Regions from separate parts of the Sus scrofa genome. Here regions 1 and 3 are each linked to region 2. A link is a contact called in public HiChIP or PLAC-seq and promoter capture Hi-C data. All regions are on one chromosome and are shown on one strand. Each heading gives the region's core, a stretch centred on a gene start, on an enhancer-like site or on the middle of the called end of the contact. The rest is flanking DNA. Distances are from core to core; before and after follow the strand shown.

Region 1 (2,786 bases), core at 148-2,647, 220 kb after region 2:
ATTCCCTTCCAGGGTCAGGTCATCCACGGCGGGCAGCTCCTCTGGCCGCGGCGCTCTGTTCAGCTTGTTGCAGCTGAGATCAAGCACGGTGAGCTTGGGCGGCAGTCCTTTAGGCACTTGCTCCAGCTCAGCGAATGACAAATTGAGAGAGCTCAGGGCGGCAGGCCAGACACACTCCCGGGCGCCCGCGGCGGTGGCGCGCAGCGAGTTGTGACTGAGGTCCAGGCGGTGGGGTTGCACGCCCGCCCCCGCCAGCGCCGCGCACACGCCGCTGGGTGTCTCCATCCCCGCGTTGCGCAGCGCCAGATCCTCGAGGGCCGGGAACTTGCGCGGACAGAGAGCTGCAGTCAGCCCGCGCTCGCCCAGCCCGGGATTGTCAGATAGGTCCAGGGTGGTGAGAGCCGGGAAGGCGCGAAGCTGGGCGCACGGAAAGGCAAGCGAGCTTGCTTGCGCCACTTTCAGTACCTTGAGGCTTGGCTGGAGCCACTGCTGCAGTTCGCCGAGCCAGGCACCTCCGGTGGCCCACGACACATTACGGAGTCTGAGGGTGGTGAGCGCAGGTCCCGGCGTTTCCTGAAGCGGCGGCGGTACCTGGCCGGTTACCTCCAGGTCCTCGAGCGTCAGTTCCTTGAGGCGGGAGAACCCGAGCGCATGCAGGACCAGGGCCAGAATCTGAGCAGGAACCCGCGCAGCGCCCACCGTGAGTCGCCGCAAGCGCAGCGCCTTGAGCATGTCCGCGTACTGCTTCGGGTTGGCGCTGGCGCTCTTTAAAAGGAACTCTTCCAGGCTCCGGCCGCCGCCGCGGATCTCCACCTCGACGGCAGCCACGCACTGCAGGGCGCTGGACCAGTCCGGCTGCGGATGCGTGAAGTTGCAGACGCAGCGGACGTCTTCGTCGTCTATTTGGCAGGGCTCCGGGGTGGCCGCAGACACACGCAGCAGGGGCAGCAGCAGCAGCAACGGGCAGGGCAAGCGCACCTGGAAAGAGAGGGGAGGTTAGCGCCGCTCGCTCCTGCGGGTCCTGAGGTTCCTCGAGCAGCCCTCGTGCACACACTCACCATGGTCGATAAGGTCCTCAAAGCCTCTGCGTCTCCCGCCGGCTCTCGAAAGGGCTGTGGCTCCTTTAACCGCGGCACTCCCTGGCTTCCAGGCTCCACAAACGCTATCTGTCCTCACTCTTTGGCAGACTTTGGGGGTTTGTGTAATCCGGGGGGTGTCACTCTGTTCCCTACTCTTTGAACTCTGCCACCTCCCACCTCTCTTCCTCCCAACCACCCACGTTCGCTACACTTCTGCGAAATTTTGCAATGAGGGATGTTGCCTGCCTGACGCAGCAGGAGTGGGGCCCTAACCGGAAGGATCTTGCAAGGCCTCTAGAATCCTTGGCACTAGGCAGTGTGCCCTGATGACTCATGCGCCCCCGGGCTTGTCCGGGATGGGGAAAGGAAGATCCCGAGTGCCTCAGGCCAGGGCTCTTGGTCCCCTGCCGGTATCCTCGAGACTCAAACCCAGGGAGTTTCCTTAACTTTTCCCTCGTCGTGGTGGTTGCTATTAACCTCCTGTCGCCCAAGTCCGACTTCCTGAAAATCCTCAGATATTTAACTGGCGATTTTGTGGAAGAGATTGCGGACTTCATGTATCGACTCTAAGGCTAGAATTAGGTTCTGAGAGAATAAAGTTGATCTGAAGAACCACTTCTCCCCTCTCCTTATTTGACTGACAAGGTCTTTGTGTTTATTTAGAAAGGAATAGCTTTCTTTTTCTTTTTCAATTGAAGTATAGTTGATGTATGCTGTTATATGTCACAGGTATACAATAGAGTGATGCACAATTTTTAAAGTAACAGCTTTCTTAAAAGTAGAGGTGTTGGAGTTCCTGTGGTGGCACAGCAGAAATGAATCCGACTAGGAACCATGAGGTTGAAGGTTCGATCCCTGGCTTTGCTCAGCGAGCGGGTTAAGGATCCGGCTTTGCAGTGAGCTGTGGTGTAGGTCGCAGACACGGCTTGGATCCTTCATTGTTGTGGCTGTGGTGCAGTCCGGCAGCTGTAGCTCTGATTTGACCCCTAGCCTGGGAACCTCCATATGCCTCAGATGCGGCCCTGAAAAGCAAAATAAAGAAATAAATAAAGAAACGAATAAATAAAGTGGAGATGTAAAACTGAGACATACTGGCCAAGGTCCTCGATCTCTTATTTTCCACATCCTCATCCTGAAACTGAGAAATGAGATATTTCTAATATAATTTTCCCACATGCACCTAGCTTTCTCCTACCGAGCACAATTCCTACATTCTAGCAAAGAAAAGCTAGACCTGTGTTGAGTGAGGATTAATTAGTAACTCATCTTTTTGTTTGTTTTTGGCTCTACCCGAGGCCCGCGGAAGTCCCCACAGCAGTGACCCGAGCCACAGCAGTGACAATACTGGATCCTTAACCCACTGAGCCAACCAGAACTCCCAGTACCTCACCTGTATTCTCACATGGAAAACAAAAAACAAAAAACAAAAAACACCGCCAAGTGTCCCAGAGGGTGGGGAAGTGTTACTGAACCAGGTTTGTTTGCCCAACAGGCAGTAAGCCAAACACGAGATGCTGAGATTTGCAGCAGAGAAAGTTGATTCATGAGGCATCCAAGTGAGGAGCAAGGAGAACAAGTCTCAGATTCGCCTTCCAGAAAGCTCGGGTCTTGGGATACTTATGGGTAAAGGGTATAATTTGGTTAGCGGCACAGGGGAAGGTGATTGTGAACAGGAAAAGGGTGAGGTAACTGTTACTTTGCTCAGGT
Region 2 (2,852 bases), core at 266-2,765:
ACTCAGCCCTCAGTCCCCCACTGGTAATACGGTGACTCGCTCCCCTAATTGCTGTCCTGGGACCTCCTTGGACTTGGAGCGGTTAGCCCTAAATCCAGACCTAGGGTTGGTGGGGAGGGGAGGAACGGGTAACAGGTGTCCCATGGGGGGTTTGACACACATTCAGATGAGCCTGATGGGTTTCTCTCCCCACCCCTGTTGCGCTCCTCGCCATAGCTCATCGCACCAAGCCAATCTGCCGTGGGGGAGGGCAAGGCAGAAGTTCCTGGAACCCTCCAGGCCACCTCTGCGCGTGGTGGGTCCGCCGGGAAAGGAAACCCGACCGACCCTTGGACCAAGGGAGAGGCCCTAGCGATCCGGTCCGCGGGGAGCAGCGCCCTCGTGTGGCCTCTGGGAGCAGCGCCGCTCATTTCTCAACCCCTCCCCTTCTGTGAGCTCATTGAAGTAGTATTTATTGAGTGTGACTAGGTGCTCTAGGGGCAACGGTGAAGAAGATAGATAACATACCTGCTCCGTGGACAGCGCATTCTTCTGGGTGTGTGTGTGTGCGCGCGCGCGTACGTGCATGCACGCACGTGTGGAGGAGCAAGCAATAAATGATAAATAATAAACAAGGCAGTTACTACCAGTGATAATTGCTAGGAAGAAAATAAAACAAAAATAAGATGGAGAAACTTAGGACAGGATGAAAAAAGGAGATGTTCCTGAGTAGGGAATGTCTGCGATGAGACCTAGGTGAAGATCTGGGGGGGAAGCTTTCCTTGTTGAGAGAAGGGTTACTGCAGGAACAGAGGGGGGCTTTGGGGAACAGAGGGAGCTCAGAGTTGCTGGAAAGGATCGAGGAAGCACAGAATAGTATGAGAGTCTATCAGGGAGGCGGGCTGGGACCAGGCTATACGTCAGATCTTAGAGGCCATGACAGAGGTCGGATATTCTTCCAGGAGTAATGAGGATGCACAGGGTGGGTTTTGAGCAGAAGAGTAATATCGCTTGATTATCTTCTAAAAATGTTTATTTTGGCATTCTCTTGAGGTGCAGCCAGTTAAGGATCCAGCATTGTCACTGCAGCGGCTTGGGTCACTGTTGTGGCATGGGTTCAATTCCTGGCCCAGGAACTTCCATCTGGTGGAATAACAAAAGGACTCCTATGTTGGAGTGAAATGGAAACATACTAAAATTTAAAATAAAAATCATAAACTGAAAGGACCCCAATGGCTGCTGTGTGGAGAATGGAAGAGGGGAAGCAGGGAAATGACGCAACAGGTTAGAGCTATCGAACCAATCCAGGGGAGACGTGAGAGCGGCTGGGAACAGGATGGCCACGTGGAGGTGGGGAGTTGTGGTTGGATGCTGGGTCTGTTTTGAAAGTAGAGCCAACAGGACTTGCTAATAGACCACATTCTCTTGCTCACCTGGCTCCCTGAACGCCTCCAGACACACCCCCTAGCTGGCTCCTCCATGTGCGGTGGGGGGCTGAGTTAGCGGGTAGATCCCAGGCCCACAGCTAAATGAGGAAATTTCCAGGTGTTGTCGGTCAAAGGCATGTAAGACTCAGGCACTGCATTCTCAGTGAATGGCCTCCACTTTCCATTGTAAGTCCATTAAGCGGGCAGGGTGTCTGCCTGCTGTCTCCCTTAAGCTGCCTGACATCCATGGATAGACCCAGTTATTTATTGGGTCTCTGTTTATGCCAGTGGGTGCCCTCTGGGTGTGTTAGTGACACCCGAAACAGTCCACAGCATTCGGTGTTTGTATTTGACACAGAGTAGAGGGTAGTATGATCTGGGGGCCAGACCTCAGCTCAAGCCAGCGAGGGACTCCTGTTCATTTACACAAAACACAGTAGGGTCAGACGTGATCCCACAGGAAACGTGCACATTGCTTTGCCCCAGGTCAGGCATTTCTTGAAGAGCCTGGAAAGCTGAGATTAGCCTCACACACTCAGGCCAGCAGGGAATGGGGAAAACAAGCAGGGGACGAGGTGACCTGTTGGCTCCGGAGTCAGCAGGCCTCGCTCTGTCTGTGTCGTGCTGCATGGGGGGGAGGGTGCCTTATAAATACAGCCAGCCAGAGGGCCCTGGCCCCAGAACCGAGGACAACAGCAGCCCCTGAGCATCTGTGCAAGTCTCACCGAGATGAAGCTGTCAGGCCAGGAAGAGTTTGAAGTCTCCAGAGCTTGTGAAAATGTGCCCACAGGAGAGCTGGACAATGACTCTGGCTCTGGGCCCAGACCTGATGATCCCTTAGACGCGGCCAGCGGGAAACTGGGGGATCCCAAGGACCTCCTGCTCTTCATTCAGCTCAACGAGCTGCTGGGCTGGCCCCAGGCGCTGGAATGGAGAGAGACGGGCAGGTGAGTGGGACCAGGGCGGTTTTGGGGGGGTCTTTCCCCTGCCCCCAATGGGGCCTCCTCCATGACCGCCAGCTCTTCCTGTGTGTGTGTGGGGGGGGGGTAGTCTCACTCCCAGTCAGTTCCTTTCTGTGTTTTGAGTTCCCCGAGATGCAAGATGAGGGGTGACTACTGCCCAGGAAGGAGCATGCTCTTGTACCGCTGGGCCCAGGATCCCCTCCCCGACTGCCTCACCTTCCCTGGCTCGCCTGCATCCCCACTCCTAGCCTGTGTCCCCACTCCTAGACTTGGACAGATGCCTGCAATAACATGGTGTACCCTCTTCACCACAGGTGGGTGCTGTTTGAAGAGAAGTTCGAAGTGGGTGCAGGCCGGTGGAGTGCCCCCCATGTGCCCGCCGTGGCGCTGTCCAGCCTCCAGAAGCTCCGCAGTCTGCTGGCCAAGGGACTTGTCCTGCTGGACTGTCCAGCTCAGAGCCTCCTGGAGCTTGTGGGTACGCTGG
Region 3 (2,872 bases), core at 266-2,765, 180 kb after region 2:
AGGTTCGATTCCCTGCCTCACACAGTGAGCCACAAGCTGAGGTATAGGTCACAGACATGGCTCAGATCTGGCATTGCTGTGGCTATGGCGTAGGCCAGCAGCTGCAGCTCCAATTAAACCCCTAGCCTGGGAACTTCCACATGCTGTGGGTTCGACCCTAAAAAAAAAAAAGAGAGAGAGAGAGAGTTGAGTTGGCAGGAGTTTTCTAGTGGCACGGCAGGTTAAGAATCCATGTTTTCACTGGGATGGATGGGTTGCTGCTGTGGCACAGGCTTGATCCCTGGCCCAGGAACTTCCATGTGCTGTGGGCACAGCCAAAAGAAAAACAAGGTTGGCAGAGTTTCCCGGTGGCCGGCATTGTCACTGCTGTGGTTCAGGTTGCTGCTGTGGCTCTGGTTCAGTCCCTAGCCTGGGAACTTCTGCATGCCAAGGGTGAGGCCAAAAAAAAAGGTTGAGTTGTCATAGATAGTTCCTCACCATCTGATCCCAAGCCTTACCTTCCAGTATTGCTTAGACACTTCATTTAGGCACACACCACTTTGTAAGAGGCTCAAGTCCTTTTTGGAACAATAAAATATCCATGTCCTTGCTACCTGATTCTAAGGACCTGCAGACCTAAGGGCTGCATCACCTGGGATTTTATGAAAAACCCAGAATCTCAAGTCCCACCTACTGTGTCAGAATCCTCATTTTAACAAGATCTTTAGGTAATTCATGTGCATGTTAAAATTTGAGAAGCACTGATTTGTAAAATCCAGTCTTTTTTTGAGGAGGCCAAATATCAGACAACTGGATCAAGTTGAGGCTTTTAGTGTATATAAATACTAGACTTCGTACTTACTTTCCCACCACCTCTCCTGCCTCTTTTCATACCACTATGCCTACATCGAAAAGTCTTCTCTTTAAAGGCCAGGTTCTCTGACGTTACTTTTCAGCGAGCTAAAGACCAATCCCTCCTCCCCAGGCCCCTCCATCCCGTATAGGCTTTATTCATCCTTTCATCAGTCCAGAAAGGCCACCCTCCCTCCCGGGGCTTCCCTTTGTGCCAGGCACCAGGCCATGGGGCCCTCTGCACCCTGTGGGATGGCTGATTAATGGGAGGCAGCACACAGCTAAGCTGAAGGGCATACGCTCGAACCAGATACGATCAAGTCTGAATCCCAGCTCACCCTCCTAGTAGACTTTGAAACTTCTCTGGGCTTTGGTTTTCTCACTTGCAAAACGAGGCTCATAGCAGTGCTTTACTGTTTAAAGCAGTGGGTGAATGAACACGAAAACACAGAGCGCCCTCTGCAAATGGTGAAGAGCTGAGTGGCTGCAGTGCTGCTAGGCAGGCGGGCCAGGGTTGGGCCAGGAGAAACTGAAGGCCAGTGCGAGCTCTGGGCCTCCTTCCCACCGAGCTTGGGGCTTGCTCCCGCCAGAGGAGGGCGGCCCCAAGGGGCTGAGTGACAGCTGCCCCGCCCCGGGCGTGACGTCCCGGTGTTGCTGCAGCCGCACGTGGTCGACTGAGTCCGCCTCAGACTGCTCAGCGCTCCACGTCCTCAGCACCAGCCGCTTGGCTTCCTGCTCGTCTGGCTCACTATGTCCACATCCACCAGCCGCCCGATCCCCGGAGGCCGGGACGGGCTGCCTGACTGCTACAGCAGCACGCCGGGGGGCACGCTATACGCCACGACCCCGGGAGGTCAGCGGGCGGGGCCGGGGTCTGCAGGCAGCGGGCAGGCTGGCGTGTGCGTGTCTCGCGATGTGGGTGGGGGGTTGCAGGCCTGAACTTGTCCGCGGGCCCCTCTACAAGCTTTGCTCCCCGGGACGGGGCCGGGGGTGTTGCTTGGAGCTGAAGCCCATTTCCCTAAAACTTCAAAGTGATGCAAAACCGCCTTGAGCCTAGTTTCTGGGTGACTCTGGGCAGAAACATCCCTGTGGACTGGGTTCCGAGTTCCCTGCTCACCTGCCAGTCCTAACTTTGCTGCCTGGGAGCAGAGGCCCCAACTGCGTGCAGCAGGAAGCAGTCAGGTCATGCAAAGCTGCTAGAGCAGGACTTTGGCAGTCGGGGGCAGGGGCTTCAGGCCTTGGTGCTGGGGGACTTGCTTGTGGCTGATTGGCCTGGAGCAGCCTGGGATCACGCCTTCTCTGGAGTTCCTGCCACGCGGAAGCAAAGGGGAGGGGTGAGAACAGGATAGGGCCCTTTGAGGACATGATTCAGGCCAAGTTCCTCTAGGCTGGGCTGAGCCTGATAGGACTTGGGAGGGGTCAGGATAAGAACAGCGTGTCCCTGTTTCAAAGGAGCGGCACTGCTCCTCCCAGCAGGGGATCCACAAGCCCAGGGGGCAGCGCGAGCCCTCACATCTGCTGTTTGGCTTCCTGGTCCACCTGAGATAAGAAGGCTAGGCGAACCAAAGCAGTAAAGTTCCAGAGTCAACAGCAGGACAGAAGTAGCCTGAAGTACCTGAGATCAAGTCGGGTGCTCCCAGAACGGAGGCCTCAGGCTCCGGTAAACCAAAAGCCCCTGCCTAGACCAGCTGGGATGCCCCCTTGCCCTCTGGTGCCTAGACACATACTGCTTAGTGCAGTAGACCTTTACCAAATAGGATTTTCTAAAGATCTTGGTCCCTAAAAGGCCTGTCTGCAGTTCCAGACAGCTCTGTACCCAAACGCCTGCCTCTCAACCGCCCTTACCCCTTGACAGGCACCAGGATCATCTACGACCGAAAGTTCCTGTTGGAATGCAAGAACTCACCCATTGCCCGGACACCCCCCTGCTGCCTCCCTCAGATTCCCGGGGTCACAACTCTTCCAACAGCCCCATCCTCCAAGCTAGAGGAGCTGAAGGGGCAGAAGGAGACAGAGGAAGAGATACCCGGTAAGGAAAACA

Evidence for each region. Promoter capture Hi-C pulls out the DNA fragments that hold promoters and counts their contacts. HiChIP or PLAC-seq counts read pairs in DNA pulled down with a chosen protein or histone mark.
Region 1: a contact with region 2 is called in an H3K27ac HiChIP or PLAC-seq map of alveolar macrophages. The contact joins the promoter of CD14 here to the promoter of SLC4A9 in region 2. A contact is called at or near these places in 1 of 5 promoter capture datasets (fetal liver), 1 of 47 Hi-C or Micro-C datasets (subcutaneous adipose tissue) and 1 of 2 datasets of contacts at active chromatin or transcription factors (alveolar macrophages).
Region 3: a promoter capture Hi-C map of liver shows a contact between it and region 2, with 2.3 times the contacts expected there. The contact joins the promoter of EIF4EBP3 here to the promoter of SLC4A9 in region 2. A contact is called at or near these places in 1 of 5 promoter capture datasets (liver) and 4 of 47 Hi-C or Micro-C datasets (embryonic fibroblasts, epiblast stem cells, fetal skeletal muscle and 1 more).

The regions. Positions count from the first base shown.
Region 1 is chr2:142,348,289-142,351,074 of Sscrofa11.1, forward strand. It overlaps CD14 (CD14 molecule), which reads right to left and starts at 1,398. Exons shown (of 2, transcript NM_001097445.2): 1 at 1,059-1,398; 2 at 1-978. The coding sequence starts at 1,061.
Region 2 is chr2:142,126,987-142,129,838 of Sscrofa11.1, forward strand. SLC4A9 (anion exchange protein 4) reads left to right here and starts at 1,516. Exons shown (of 23, transcript XM_021084880.1): 1 at 1,516-2,353; 2 at 2,683-2,843. The coding sequence starts at 2,136. LOC110259509 (a long non-coding RNA gene) reads right to left here. Exons shown (of 6, transcript XR_002341945.1): 4 at 2,132-2,330.
Region 3 is chr2:142,302,366-142,305,237 of Sscrofa11.1, forward strand. EIF4EBP3 (eukaryotic translation initiation factor 4E binding protein 3) reads left to right here and starts at 1,516. Exons shown (of 3, transcript NM_001202520.1): 1 at 1,516-1,684; 2 at 2,687-2,860. The coding sequence starts at 1,582.